Linked DNA regions of Triticum aestivum: region 2 is linked to region 1. The links are chromatin contacts, called in public Hi-C maps. All regions are on one chromosome and are shown on one strand. Each heading gives the region's core, a stretch centred on a gene start, on an enhancer-like site or on the middle of the called end of the contact. The rest is flanking DNA. Distances are from core to core; before and after follow the strand shown.

Evidence for each region. Hi-C and Micro-C count contacts between places; a contact is called where the count stands out from the background.
Region 2: a Hi-C map of leaf shows a contact between it and region 1, with 7 times the contacts expected there. The contact joins the promoter of LOC123089945 here to the promoter of LOC123090927 in region 1. A contact is called at or near these places in 4 of 5 Hi-C or Micro-C datasets (leaf and root).

Annotation. Positions count from the first base shown.
Region 1 is chr4B:48,137,952-48,142,607 of IWGSC CS RefSeq v2.1, forward strand. It overlaps LOC123090927, which reads right to left and starts at 1,275. Exons shown (of 2, transcript XM_044512282.1): 1 at 914-1,275. The coding sequence starts at 1,168.
Region 2 is chr4B:48,382,673-48,387,812 of IWGSC CS RefSeq v2.1, forward strand. It overlaps LOC123089945 (7-methyl-GTP pyrophosphatase), which reads left to right and starts at 3,573. Exons shown (of 10, transcript XM_044511474.1): 1 at 3,573-3,842; 2 at 3,984-4,055; 3 at 4,158-4,232; 4 at 4,333-4,419; 5 at 4,541-4,595; 6 at 4,681-4,772; 7 at 4,865-4,906; 8 at 5,066-5,140. The coding sequence starts at 3,807.

The DNA of each region.
Region 1 (4,656 bases), core at 25-2,524:
GAAGTCTGAACGGATCCTTATCATTTAGAACAAGATTACTAATACAACACATAGCATCAGAGCACGAAATGTCGGTTACTGTAACAAGTAGTACAGCAAGCTCAAGAGATCACAAGCATTTGACGGCAAAAAGGGCAGAGGATTCCAAGAATAAATTTCTGAACACAGGACGAAATGTTGCAAAAGATAATCTCCAGCAAAACTGAAAATAAATCTACATGGACAGAGACTGACTAATGCTTACAGAGGCAGCAACTGGCAAGGTTACCCCAACTTTGACAGCAAGAATCAGGAAATCCGGATGCCTGTACAGGTTAATCGCCACCTATATATATATATCGCACAATGAATTGTCCGTAAGCATAACAATCTTAGGAAAAGAAATCTCCAAATGCGTGAGGGAAAAAGTAAGTGTCCAAGGATCTACGAATCGCCACTTCATCCACACTGCACTATCATCACATTCACATGGTTGTTTTCACCACACAGCCTCAAAATCAGGCGAGCGGAAGCACACCTACCTAAAACATTTATCCAGATGCTTCTCCGTGCAGGACAAGAGGTGCAAAAAAGATCTCGCGAAAATCGCTGCTACAACAACAACAAACAACAACAAAAGGAAAAGAAAACAGGACGATTCCTACAAGAACATGCATTCCGATCCGAGGAACAAAAGGGGGAAACGAAGTGGCAACATTTCGTAACAGCACGCGACGAATAATTCCGAAATTAAACGGCTAGGAACTACACATGTGACGAAATCCGCAAGACGCACGATCTAGCGAGCAAAGGCACAGGACACGTACGGGCCAAGATCGAACAGCAGCAAGCAAACATGGAAGCAGAACAAGGCAAAGCAGGAGCGCGTGCGTACAGAACGGGGAGGAGGGGGAGGGGAAGGAGGAGGCGTTACCGAGCTGGTCTTGTTGGAGATGTAGTCGCCGGCGGCGCGGAACCGGTTCTTGATGCAGTCCCAGTGCGTGTCGGCGCTGGTGTCCTTGAGCTGCTTGAAGTAGTCCTTGGTGGTCTCCAGGATGCCGGTGTCCTCGCCCGCCGGCTTCTTGAAGCACACCGGCGCCGCCGCCTGCTTGGTCCCCTCCTCCGGCTTCTTCCCGCCGTCGCCCACCTCCACCTTCTCCATCCTCTCCCCGCTCTCCTTACTCTCCATCACCGACGGCCGAACCCCCTCGCCTCGCCTCGCCTACCTACTACACTACGAACCAACCAACCAACCAACCCAGCCAGCCGAGAGAGGAGAAAGCTTTTCGTGCTCCGGGCAATGGTGGCGCTGGGCTCGCTTTATAGCTCAGCCGGACGCTGGCTTGGCATTCACGAAAGAAAGCCGCGGAGGGACGGCACGGCGCAGCTTCTCTGACAGGCGGGCCCGCCGCCCTCCCTCTCTCACTGACGTGCGGGGCCCATGGTTTCCCGTTTCGGCGGCCGCGCGCCCTCGCGCCGTCGCGCGTTAGGCTGACGGGTGGGCCAGCGCCGGCGCCTTCGGGGTTTTGTCAGGGTTTTCCCGTTGCTTCTTGCGCGAGAAGCCGAGAAGACGAGCGTTTCATTTCCTTGGGCAAGAGAATCTCGGAAAGGCCTCGCTGACGCGTGGGCCCGGGATGCTGGCTTTTGCAGGCTCCTGCTGAGGCGGTTGCGGGTGGGCCCGGGCGGGCAGTGCAGCGCTCGTGATCGACGAGCAGAGTTTGCGACAGGGTTCACGCGAGGAAGGCTGCTACTGAGCCGATGACAGGGCGGGCCCAGCGTACGAACTCGTGGAGTAAGAGTAACACACAGGGGTAGTAGCAGGCGGAGAAGGGAGGGAGATGTGATCGCGTGACCCGGTCGTAGGGGTCAAGATGTGTGGGCCAGCTAAAGGCTGCAGCTGCGAACAGGGTGGCAGCGCAGCGCAGCGCAGGGTTGTACGTACCGCCTGCCCTGCCGTGCGCGGCGCGGTTTGGAGCGTCCGATCTTGCGCCGAGCGCTCGGATCGAACGGAAGTTTCTAGCGACTCGGTTTTGAGGAGCAGCACGGCAATCTTTCTGGGTAGAAGATGCTCTGGTTTGCGCTCCGGATTCGGCGATCGCGTTTTTGAAATTTGAATCGGCAAACGTGACGGGCATCTCTATCTCATCTATCTTCCTCACCGGAAACGTGATGGCACATTGCTACCTACTTACCTCCATCCTTCTATATACGTAAGTACTTCAAAACAAACTTTCAATCCATTCATCGTATGTGATGGCAAGAATAATAGAAATAATAAGGATTGAGGAAAGAAGGGAAACTGCACAACTGAACGGTTAACCACTCGCCATGCCTGCTCTGGCGATTCCACTCGCCACGGCCACATCCACCTACCACCGTCACCACCGCTGCCGCCGGGCACCCCCGCACCTGCCACCGCCGCCACGCACACGCCTACCGCTGCTCCTCACCACCGCGGCACGCACGCCTGCCGCCGCCCCCATATCCCCAGTGACATCTCCCCGCAAAGCCGCGAATGAAGAGACGCCTCAGATTCTCAGATCTGAGCGTCCTCGCGTGCGATGGGAGGATCTCAGCAGAGGAGAAGGAGATGGAGGAGAGCCACCGCGTGCGGATGGAGAGAACGATGCGAAGGCCAGGGCGTGGAGACACCCCGAAGAAGTTGGTGACGCGGATCTGCGTCGAGGCGACAGAGGAAGAGATGGCCAGGATGATCCCCATGGATTCCTCCTCACCGGAAGAGGTGATTTCCTGGGCAAGGGCAGAGATGCACTCGCACATCCCAGAGCAAAGGGCGAAGTGGCGAGCGTTCTGGTCGCTGCAGAGCTGATCTCGTCAGCGAGAAGCCATGGCTCCACCCCACTATTGGAGCGGAGGATTTCTGCCTCGTCAAATTTGGAGAATCAGAGGTTTGAATTCGCCACCCCGCTTCGATGGGCTGGAGAACAAAACACAACTCGGCGCTGCCTCAACTTCGTTGCAAAAATTGACCCTCCTGATCGTGCAATCATGGTCCGAAAGCGTCATTCTCTGAAATCGAGCGCAATTGAAGAAGGAATTTCTGCTCCTAATCCTGCTACGGAGAATGACAATCAAGGCCCACAAAGCATTATCAGTGGGGGGGGGGGTGGAAAAGCTTGCTGACATGGAAAGGGGGAGGGGCGTGGAAGACGACCTGGCCTCACGCGAGCAATACGGGAAGTTGTGGGAACATGATATTAACCCCGATCCCCACCCTCTCCTAATCTGGATCCGGAGAGACCAAACCCTACCCTGCTCGTTCGCCGCTGCCGACTGCCACCCAGCGTCGGAGAACGATTCCGCCACCCTCCCATACACCACCATCAGGGGAATTGATCCAAAGCTGTGTGAAGAAATCAGAGCCATGGCTGAAGCGCAGGGGAGAGGGCGCGGGCGGGGAAGAGGAGGGAACCCTAGAAGCAACAAACAGGGGGGCCAAACATCAAGGGATCTTGGAGCTCCACCCCCAGGTAATTGGCCCCAGTTTGATCCCCAATATGGCCCTCCTCCCCCCAATTCCAATTCGGCTTTGGCTTCCCTGGAGGACCCCAGATCCCACCCCCTTGGTATCAGGGAGGATTCTTCCCTCCCCCACAGATGAACCAGTGGAGAGGCCCCCCTGGCGTCTGGGGTGGTGGACAGAACCAAGATTCAGGCCCCTCTGACAAGCAGTTTAGCAATCAGCAACAGAAAGGGCAACAAGGGCAGAATCCTGGAAAGCAAGGCAATTCAAGCTTTGATCAGAAGCAGCAAAAATCTGTCCAGGAGCAAGGTTTCTGTTCCTTTGTGAGTGGCAACCAGCAGAAGAAAGGGAGGAACATGACCAAAGCAAAGCAACCCCTCAACAAGTTTGATGATCTAAATGCTACAGAGTATGCAGATGTCATCTGCTATAGTTGTGGAGAACCTGGACACCACAAGACCAACTGCCCAAAACCACCTGCTTGTTTCATATGCAAAGTGGTGACACATAAGGTGGAGGACTGTCCAGTAAGAAAGAAGCCAAGAAACCCAGCAAAATTTGTTGGCAGTGGGGCCCCTGGACTTGGATATCACCAAATTGATGTCCTTGATGTGAATGAACAACACATTGGAGTTAAGAGGAATATAGGAGTTGTCTATGTGGAGTCGGGACAGGTCACAAAGAAGGAACCAGCCCACAACTTCTCACTGATTTACAAGACCAATTGGCCATGGCAGATAAGGGTACTTGATGATTGGAATTTTCTGGTCAAATTCCCACCTCACATCCCAGTTGAGAGTGTAGCCAGATATCCTCCTTTTGGTTTGCCTGAGATAGAAGGAGTCACAGTGAATGTAGAAGTGTGGAAAGGGATGCTAGAACACCATAGTGAACTGCAAAAGGTATGGCTTCAGCTGGATGGGGTTGCACCAGCCTAGGCTGAATGGGCAATACTGAAGCAATTTGCATCTATGTTTGGAACCCTGATTGATGTTGATTGGGAAGGGAATTTCAAGTCATTCTTTGAGGTGATCAGGATCAAGATCAAATGTAAAGATCACACCAAATACCCCCTGAAAGGCTGTTTGGCATAGGTGACAAGCTGTTCAGGATTGGGATTACTGTAGAACCACCAGAAGATGACCCAGAGCTGGATGATCTGTTAGAAGATGAACTAGCTGACAATGCTAATG
Region 2 (5,140 bases), core at 2,323-4,822, 250 kb after region 1:
TGCTTGGCCTCGCATCGCTGGAGAGGACGATTGCCAGACAGAGGTCTAGGATGAACTGGTTACAGGATGGAGACGGCAACACTAAGCTCTTTCAGTTGATTTCCAATGGCAGAAAGTCCAAAAAAATTATCCCAGCCATCAACGTGGACGGACACGTCATTGCGGATCAGCAGGGCAAGGAGCATGCTTTCTTCGATGCCTATAGAGATCTTCTAGGCAGATCAACAGCTCCGGCACATACGGTTGATCTGGAACTTGTTGGTGTATCTCGATCTCTCGGGTCGGGATCTTATCTTCTATGAGGAAGAAATTTGGAAAGTAATCAAAGACACGCCTTCAGATAGGGCCCCGTGACCGGACAACTTTATTGGAATCTTCTTCCAAAAAGGTTGGGATATTGTCAAGGGTGACGTGATTGCTGCCATCCACAAACTATTCCTCAACAATGGTAGAGGCTTTGGTAGATTAAATCAGGCCCTGATCACACTGTTACCTAAGAAACCGGATGCATGCCATATCAAGGATTTTAGGCCAATCAGCCTGGTTCATAGTGTGCCCAAGATTGCCTCCGAATTACTTGCATCCAGACTGAGTATACGCATGGCAGAGCTGGTGAATGTCAATTAGTCAGCTTTTATCAAGGGAAGAAGCATCCATGACAATTTTTTGCTAGTAAGGCAAATGGCCCGTAAGCTGCATTAGAGGAAAACTAAAGGAGTCTTGCTGAAACTTGACATATCAAGGGCTTTTGATCCTCTATCCTGGCCATTTCTGTTCGAGGTTCTCCGTGCCAAAGGATTCTCTGAAAGCTGGATCTCTTGGATCGCAATTCTGCTTACCTCGGCCAGCTCCAGAGTGGTAGTCAATGGTTGTGCGGGAGAGAAATTTATGCACGCGCAAGGGCTTTGTCAAGGAGAGTCCCTCTCTCTCCTCTCCTCTTCGTCATTGCTATGGATGTGCTTACTGAGATGATTGTCAAAGCTCAAGAGCTGCAAGTTCTTAGCAGGATGCCAGACTGCACGCCTATGCAGCGGCTGTCATTATACGCAGATGACATTGTTCTGTTCATCAGGCCGACACGGTCGAATATGCTATTTGTGAAGGAAACTCTTGGTATCTTTGGAGAGGCATCTGGACTGGTGATGAACTACACTAAGTCCTCGGCTATCATGATTAGAGCCACAGAGGAAGAGCAGGAGTTGATGAAAGAGGTGTTGCCATGGAAGATGGAGACGTTTCCGATCAAGTATTTAGGCATGTAGTTGGGTTTCAAGCAACTCAAGAGGTCAGATTGGCAACCGACTGTGGATGCAATGCTCAAGCTGATGCTGGGATGGCAAAGAGGACTGATCACCAGGCCCGGGCGACTAATTCTTATCAATCACGTTGTTCAGGTGCGACCCGCCCACCATTTGATCATGGCGGATGCATCCAAGTGGGCCTTAGAGAAGATTGGCAAAGGATGCAAAAAGTTCTTCTAGGCTGGGACGGAAGAGCTACATGGCGGAAAATGTCTGGTCGCTTGGCAGCGTGTGTGCAGGCCAAAATATTTATGAGGATTAGGCGTTTTGAACCTATACAAGCAAGGGACTGCGCTCCGCCTTCACTGGGAGTGGCCCAAGCGCATGGATGACCTCCGACCATGGCAAGGATTGAGCCTTACGACAGATAAACAGGTGGCCTTAGCATTTAACAGCATGGTCAAATGGGAGCTAGGTAATGGGAGACGAGTGCTGTTCTGGAAGGACAGATGGATTAATGGAAGTTATGTCGCTGAGATAGCACCGATGGTATGGGCCATGATCAAGACCCAAGTGGTGAATAGGAGAACGGTTAAGGATGCTCTGCGCCTTCATTCATGGACTTCAGACATTGTTGGGGAAATGAACACTGATGGCCTGATGCAATTCTTCCGGCTCTGGGAACTGATCATAGGAATGAGCCTTGTTCCTGAGACTGAGGACAAACCCATTTGGTAGTGGAACTCCAGTGGGATTTACTCGGCCCGCTCCGCGTATAAGATGCTCTGTGAGGGTGGCATTCAGTTTCAATGTTCCTCGGCAATTTGAGGATGTTGGGCGCCTCTAACCTGTAAGGTCTTCATATGGTTAGCGTTGCAATATCGCCTTTGGACATCAGATAGAAGGCACCGACATGGCCTTCAAATCAGAGCTCGCCGTGTTTCCTTTGCGACCAAGAAGAGGACACGGTGGACCACATCCTGTTGCAGTGCGTTTACGCTCGCCAAGTCTGGTTCTTGTGCTTTAGGCGTTTAGGTATCGATCTTTATATTCTGCCAACGGTGCAAGATTGGCTGAAAGCATGGTGGTCGGATTCAAGGCACCGCAAAGGTTACACTCGCTTGTCATCTTGATATGCTGGAACCTTTGGAAGCAAAGAAATGGCAGAGTATTCTGGCGCACAAACAATGCCAATGAATGGGGATACGCGGACATTATCACACATTGCATGTAAATATTACTTAGGATACAGTTACTTGGTTGATGATGACGTTGATACTAATTAGTGAAGGATGTTAAACATGTTTAGTGCTAAACATATTTAAGCTAAACACCGAAGTGACATACACCGTTAGGTTGAACGCGTGATATTTGTTGGATCTCTACAACTCGCTTTTTTTATATTGATATAGATGATATAGATGTCGCACCATTTTTTTTCTAAAAAAACAATTTAATAGTATATGAGCCTCCGCTTTATGCTCCATATTTTTTTGAACATCAATACAGACACAAGCGCTCATATACATGCGCAAACACTCACCCCTATGAACGCACACACGCACACCCTACCTTTATGAGCACCTCCGAAAGACTGAGCCGCATATCATCTTGAAATTTACGAAGTCACCGTAGGCACCTCGTCGTCGATTGGAACGTCTCCTCCCACTGAATGCGCATCGCCGGAAATCCTGAAATAAATCCAGGAATAAATGCGAGCACCAGGATTTGAACTCTAGTGGGCTGGGGATACCACAGTCCCTCTAACCATCCAACCACAGGTTGGTTCGCATGCTCCACATTTTTTGAAGGATACGCTTTAGTAAAAAAAATAGTTAGAAGGTAGACAATATTCTATATTTCGTTACAATGTGTTAAAAAAACATTTCATTACAAAAGGGAATAATCAATGGAATACAAATATGACTCTTGTCAGCGCTCGTTTGACAGGTAAATCTTTTCCTTTTGCTGGGATTTGACAGGTAACTCAACTAAATAGATTAAGTGTTGTTTGTTATATACTCGCAAAAATGATCAGCAAACTTTTATTACTCCCTTCATTTTTAATTACTCCGCATATTAGCTTTTCCTAAAGTCAAACTTTACAAACTTCGATCAATTTTATGGAGAAAATATGAACATGTACAATGCCAAATCGGTACCATTAAATTCATCATTGAATATATTTTCACATCATTAGAATTTTTATTGTAATTTTTCATATTATTTTCTATGATAAAATTTGATTTCAGTCAAAAGTAATATGCGGACAAATAAAAAGGAAGGGAGCACAGGATAACGTTCCAGGAAAAGTCTCATGCCGCACTCCACTCCACACAGCCGCGTACAATGGTCAACCGTCAAAAGCACTAAATAAATTAGTACCGATGATCAACCCTTAATCCCCCTTTGTTATAATTATCAAGTAGTAGTACTTCCAACTCTAATCAGCTAGGCTTGGATACTTGGAATCCAAGGAAGCAGCAGGATTATTTAACAGCCTCGGATCAGAGCCTCCGCACGGTTCAGAATCCTCAGCTGAGCCCCGCAAGAGAAGAGCCAGACATGGCTTCCAGCTCCAACAACTCCCCATCATTCAAGGTATACATTAATACATAAGTATCTCGTAGTATCATTTATCAACCTACGATCTCTTCCAGTATTTGCAAAGGAGAATCCGTCGATTATTGGCCGCGCTTCATCTCTTCTGAGCCACTTGCTTTTTCATGGGATTTCTTCAAGATCATACTCGGGTCGTCGTCTCCGGCACGCCGCGCGATCTTGTCGAATATGGGATACCAGTTCACCACCAAGGTCGAGTACCCTCCACTTGCCGATCAAGCTTTTAGATCCACCTCATCCTGATCTTGACCTGCTTGCTGATGGAGTGGGTATTTGGTGTGTGTGTGCTGCCAGAGCGCTGACATCGACGAGAGGGCCATCAGGAGGGAGAAGCCGGAGGAGCTGGTCAAGGCCTTAGCCAAAGCCAAGGTACCAACTAGCTGCTGCAGCTCAGAAGAGAATGACTTGATGCTTCTAGTAGTTTGCTTTGAACCGTGTGACACAATCCTGGGTTGTTCTTGGCATGTAGGCCGACGCCATTAAACTGAATCTTGTTGAGGGCTGCGGTGATGGGGACTTCAGAGATCGGCCTACCCTTCTGATCACTTCAGACCAGGTACATATGGACACCAACCAACTCAGATCAATTCAGGCATAAACCGTAGCTGCCGGAGCTTGACTTGTAGTAGTATATCCGTGCGCGCCGTGATTGATTGTTCGATCGATTTTCCGGCAAGGGGGCGATCAGGGAGAGGCCGAGGAGCACGGAAGAAGCCAGAGAATTCATCAGGGGTAAGTAACCATTTCGCCTTCTCGTGGTTGCGCGAAGAACACGGTGGCTAATCAGCGAGACGTTCCGTGCCTGGTGCTGTGGCAGGGTACTCGGGTGATCGAGCGTTTGCGGTGAACTATGTTCTGGTGACCAACCTGAGCACCGGAGGCACAAAGGGGGGCTGGGATATACCCGAGGTACTACCAGATTAACTTATACTCGCTGCTTTCATCCCTCGGGAAAAATAGACTGAACCTACAATGATTTGGTCATGCATTCCCATCCGCAGATCTGTTTCCACCACATACCGCACGAGTTCATCGAGGAAATCGTAAGTAACCTTTCCATCTACAGCCTAGGAGATTACGACCAAAAAATTAAAAATTGTATCCCTGTGTCAAGATGTTATGCACTACTTCTGTACCCAAAATGGCTGGGAAAACAGTAGGTGAATAAGAAGACTGCATCCTTTTCCTGGCCTGTGTTGCAGGTGAAGGAGCGAGACATGACCTGCGTGGCCGGGGCGCTCAAGCTGACGCATCCATCGGTGCTGCCCTTCATCAAG